Regions from separate parts of the Macaca mulatta genome. Here region 2 is linked to region 1. Evidence: chromatin contacts called from public Hi-C data. All regions are on one chromosome and are shown on one strand. Each heading gives the region's core, a stretch centred on a gene start, on an enhancer-like site or on the middle of the called end of the contact. The rest is flanking DNA. Distances are from core to core; before and after follow the strand shown. Region 1 holds the start of LOC722722. Region 2 holds the start of LOC100427312.

The links. A called contact is a pair of places that touch in the nucleus more often than the background predicts.
Region 2: a Hi-C map of fetal cortex germinal zone shows a contact between it and region 1, with 4 times the contacts expected there. The contact joins the promoter of LOC100427312 here to the promoter of LOC722722 in region 1. A contact is called at or near these places in 5 of 14 Hi-C or Micro-C datasets (blood, cortical neurons, fetal cortex germinal zone and 2 more).

The regions. Positions count from the first base shown.
Region 1 is chr19:65,438,796-65,441,476 of T2T-MMU8v2.0, forward strand. It overlaps LOC722722, which reads left to right and starts at 1,355. Exons shown (of 6, transcript XR_013410217.1): 1 at 1,355-1,517.
Region 2 is chr19:65,695,653-65,698,333 of T2T-MMU8v2.0, forward strand. LOC100427312 reads left to right here and starts at 1,316. Exons shown (of 9, transcript XM_077981537.1): 1 at 1,316-1,361. It overlaps LOC144337330 (a long non-coding RNA gene), which reads right to left. Exons shown (of 2, transcript XR_013410304.1): 2 at 1,315-2,681. It also overlaps the pseudogene LOC144337282.

The sequences.
Region 1 (2,681 bases), core at 105-2,604:
GGTGCCAAGATAACAAGACATTCAAGAAGATAAGGAAACATGATCCACACAAAGGAACAAATGAAACCACCACAAACTGACACTAAAGAGATGAAGATGTGTGAATTATCAGACAAAGAATTGAAAATAAGAGTCACGAGATGGTCAATGAATTAAGAGAACATACATAGACATCCACAGGAAATCAGGAAAACAAGATATGAGCAAAATAGACTACCAATAAAGAGACAAAAGCTATAAAGGAGAAACAGAAATTTTAGAGCTGAAAAATGTAATCAGAAACACTGAACACAGAGCCTTGGTGCTCAATGCTGCACACAGATTGCAATCCCCTGGGCCACCGTAGTTATTACTGAGGGTAGATCCCAACCTGACCATGGGAATAGGAATCTTGGGCAAAGGAAAGTTGAAATGGTTAATACGTTAATACGTTAAAGTACGTTAAAAGGTATGTTTGCCAGCGAATGGGACAGAAGTTGAAATGGTTTATGATGAAATGGTTATTTCTGCCAGCAGGTAGGACAGAAGAGCTACTAGTGAGACTGAAGCAACTCTGGGTGTGGGGATCTGGCATCTCTGGGGGTGTCAGTCTGGGGTAGATTGAATGCCCGAAAGTTTCTGCAATGTGGATTAATTTAAGCTTAACTAAAAAGCCCTGAAAATGTCTGTGAAGTGTATGCAAACTAGAATGTGAAATGCAAAACTCTGCCTGGGCAGAATGTGTAAGTAATTTCAAGTCACCTCGCAACAGAACTTAACACAATCCCCTCCATATTCTACACCCATTCACAATGAAGGGAGAGAGTCAGCCCTGTGCACAGTTGCAGAGATTTTCATATGGTAAACACCTGGGGTGTGGAGCGAGGAGGGCTAATACCGGTGACATTAACTCTTGCTTTAGAAAAAGCAGTAACTTTTTAAAAATAGTAGAGCAATTTAAGTTTGCAACTTACGAAAATATCTTGTTTCCAATAGCGATGGCCCACATAATTCTAACGGTTTACCTTAAAATTGAAACATTAACTTAAAATAAGCAGAAAGCAAAACTGCTCCGCAGGACACGAAATAGACTTAAGCGTTCCCAAACCCAGAAGATAGGGACGCTCTGGGAACGCAGGTTCCCACCCGCCCTCCTTTGGTCCCTCCCGGCCCCGCCCCCTGCCTGTCCAGACCCCGCCCCACCCTGCGCGTTTTCTCCCCGGCCCCTCCCTGTGCCGGTCGCGCCCCTCCTAGGCCCCGCCCCTAGGACCCCTCAGTCCTCTCCGGCCCCGCCCCCTGCCCTACTCTTTCTGGCCAGACCCCGCCCCTTCCCCGCCCCCAAGCCGCCAGGTCTCAGCTGCGCGCGGTTTTCTGCAAACCCGGAAGCGGATCGCGGGGAGTGAAGGCTGCGCCGCAGAGCGTGAGTTTCACTCTCTCCAGATTAAATCTGCGCTTCGCAGTCCCCCTTCTTCCATCCGCCGGGTCTGGAGAGGATCCCTACAGATCTTAAAATGCCCGCACCGCGCCCTCCACCCCAGGTAAATTCTGACGTTGCTGCGAGAGTGCGGGGATCGCTTTCCCTTTGGGTTAAAGTCCCTCTAAGGCTACTTCCTGAATCTGGTCTTTCTGCCTTGCGCTAGGTAAACATGGCCTTTCGCGTCTTTTGCTACCTAAAATCCTTTACCGATTTTTCTTCCCGCCACGCAGGAGGGCGCTTTTTTTTTTCTTTTTTTTTTTTTCTGAGACGGAGTCTCGCTGTGTCGCCCAGACTGGAGCGCAGTGGCGAGATCTCGGCTCACTGCAAGCTCCGCCTCCCAGGTTCACGCCATTCTGCCTCCCAAGTAGCTGGTACTGCAGGCGCCCGCCACCACGCCCAGCTGATTTTTTTTTTTTTTTTTTTTTTTAAGTAGAGAGGGGGTTTCACCGTGTTAGCCAGGATGGTCTTGATCTCCTGACCTCGTGATCCGCCCGCCTCGGCCTCCCAAAGTGCTGGGATTACAGGCGTGAGCCACCGCGCCCAGCCGGGGGCACTTTTTAGAGCCTTCACCTGCAAGGTGGGTTCAGGTCTATCCGGTTCTCCAAGACTCGCCCTTGTTGGCCCTTGGTGCGCAGCGCTGCAGCCTCAGTCCGGAGGGGCCGGTTCCTTAACCTTGGTTCTGGGATTCTGCAGACCCCACCCCTGTCCTAAGGTGCCATCTGTCTTTCTCGTCTGAAATCTTTCTCAGGGAGGGCCTTCAGCTCCCACGCCCCTTTAGGCAGTCACCTCCCGTGGTGGGAAGGTGAGCTGGGCTTGTTCTGTGACACCCATGGTGGAGGAGGTGACCTTGGCCTGTCCTGTGACACCCAGTATTCTTTTTTTTATTTTTTGAGAACGAGTCTCCCCCTCTATTACCCAGGCTGGAGTGCAGTGGTGCGACCTCGGCTCACCGCAACCTCCACCTCCCAAGTTCAAGCGATTCTCCTGTCTCATCCTCTGAGTAGCTGGGATTACAGGCATGAGCCACTGCGCCCAGCCAACATGGAACACTTCTGACAGCAAATGTGTGGGAGTTTTTTTCCCACACACTAGGCAATTCTCCAGTGGACACCAGCTGCGTGTCCTATAATTCAATTCAATTCTGACACTGTGCACCTGGAGTTAGAGTCAGATCCAACAGGTTAAGGTCTTAGTCCCACAAGACCAGCCCCCCCCCCCCCGCCCC
Region 2 (2,681 bases), core at 66-2,565, 260 kb after region 1:
GAAAACATGTACTTAATGGGTTGTATAGAACAGGGAAGTTTCTTTCTCTTTTTTCAACCTCTCAGCTGTTTGCTTCTATTTCCCATCACATTCTGGTCTAAGGCTTATTTATTAATAACTTTTTAAATTTCTTTCTCTATTATCGTCGTGCAGATGTTTTGTCATTTGGGGGAAGATTTTGTTTTGCTTTGTTTTCAATTATATTTTCTCAACAATTAGAAAGTGAAGTAAAAGGTATTTGTTGGATCAGGCGCAGTGGCTCACGCCTGTAATCCCAGCACTTTGGGAGGCCGAGGCAGGCGGATCACTTGAAGTCAAGAGTTTGAGACCAGCCTGGCCAACATGGTGAAACTCGTCTACGAAAATTAGCCGGGCATGGTGGCACGCGCCTGTAATGGCAGGTACACCGCAGCTGAGGCAGGGGAATCGCCTGAAACTAGGAGGCAGAGGCTGCAGTGAGCCGAGATCCCCTCACTGCCCTCTAGCCTGGGCTACAGAGAAATACTCTCATTCAAAACAAAAGAAATAAGTAAATAAAGTAATAAATCTCTTCCACAAATGTGCTGAGAAAACTAACTGGATATCCACATGGAAAAGAATAATGTTGGATCCCTATCTCATGCAATCAAAATTGTATTTTTGTTATTAAAAAAAAAAAAGGAAAAAAGAGAGAGAGAGGAGGAAGGGAGCCCTGCGGGAGCGGGTGTTACTTTGTCGCCCAGGCTGGCCTGGACCCCAGGCTCAGCGATCCTCCCGCCGCTGCTTCCTGAGTAGCTGGGTCCTCAGTCTCCCTCCCCTGCGCCTCTGCTGTATTTATCCAGCAGGTGGTCACCTCACTCCTCGCTTTCCTGAGCATTGCGTCCCGCATCCCAGGCGGTGGCTTTAGGGAAGTCTCTGAAGCTGAGCACAGGGTGGATTTTCCCCCCACCCGGTGAATGGAGAATAGAAACGGAGAGAATTTCTATTCTGTTCTGTGGGCCGTCAGCATGAAATTGTACCTTCGGCCCAGGCAGGGCTTTGCATTTCACATTCTAGTTTACATGCCCATTCCAGACAATTCCAGAGCTTTTGAATCAGGCCTCAGCCTTTCTGGCGGGTCTGGACTCCAAAACCCTAAAACAGGCGCCGGAGGGAGGGTGAGGAACTCACAGGTCCCGCCCCGGCCCCGCCCCTGCCCCGCCCCTGCCCCGCCCTCTGCCGGTTCTAAAGAGCAAAATCTCTCCGCCTCGCGCCCCGCCCCTACCTCGCCTAGGCCCCGCCCACCTCCTCGCGGGTCCCACCCAGGCCTGGCTTTTGTCCTGCGCGCAGATTCGCGAAAACCCGGAAGCGGATCGCGTGGAGTGACGGTCCCATCGCGGCGCGTGAGTTTCGTTCTGTGTTGTATTAAGTCTGCGCTTCCCAGGTCCCTGGCGCTTCTGTTCCTGGGGTGTGGGGTCCCCACAAACCTGGAAATTTTCAGCCATCTTCCTTCACCTAGAGCAAATTGAGACGACCCTGTGAGAGTCCGGGGGTCGCTTCCTTAGGGGTTTAAGGTCGCCCTGAGGCTAGCCCCGTCCCGGGTCTTTCTGCTGTAGGGCAGTGTGTACACTTTCTATCGCGTAGTTTTCCTGCTCTAAACCTTTTTCTGACTCCTCCCGCCCCGCGCTTTTTAAAGTCCTCATCGGAGAGGTGGATTCTCGCCCTCTTCCGCCCATGGAACGTAGAACCGCGGCCCCAGTCCCAGGAAGGCCGCCTCCTCTGTCTGGTCCTGGGATCCTGCAGACCCCACCCTTGTCTTAAGGCGCCCTCGCCCCCGGACCTCCCTCCTCCTGCTGGGCCCTGCTGCTCCCTAGGTCTCCCCTCCGCAGTCACGGCTTCCCCTGAGCCTACGTTGGGGAGGTGGCTGGGGCCTGTCCTGTTAAAGGGGGCCAGCCCTTCCACACCTGTGGGTATTTCTCGTCAGGTGGGACTAGAGCCTGAGAAAAGAAGGAAGACACAGAGACAAAGTATAGAGAAAGAACAGTGGGCCCAGGGGGTGCTCAGTATAGGGAGGACCCGCACCGGTCCCAGCCTCTGAGTTCCCTGAGTATTTAGTGATCATTATTTTTACTATCTTAGCTAGGGGCGTGTATCAGGGCAACAGGTGGGGAGAAGGTCAGCAGGGAAACGTGTGAGCAAAGGAATCTGTATCATGAATAAGTTCAAGGAAAATAAGTACTGTGCCCGGATGTGCACGCAGGCTAGCTTTATGTTTCTCTTTACCCAAACATCTCAGTGTAGCAAAGAGTAACAGAGCAGTATTGCTGCCAGCATATCTCACCCCCAGCCACAGGGCGGTTTTCTGCTATCTGAAAATAGAAAGAATGGGAATGGTCGGCTTTGCACCAAGACATTCCAATCCCAAGGATGAGCAAGAGACAGCCTTCCTCTTATCTCAGTTGCAAAGAGGCTCCCTCTTTTACTAATCCTCCTCAGCAAAGACCCTTTATGGGTGTCAGGCTGGGGGATGGTAAGGTCTTTCCTTTCCCATGAGGCCATATCTCAGGCTGTCTCAGTGGGGGCAAACCTTGGACAATACCAGGCTTTCTTGGGCAGAGGCTTTCCGCAGTGCATTGTGTTCCTGGTTAATCGAGAATGGAGAATGGCGATGACTTTTACCAAGCATACTGCATGTAAACATATTGTTAACAAGGCAAGTCCTG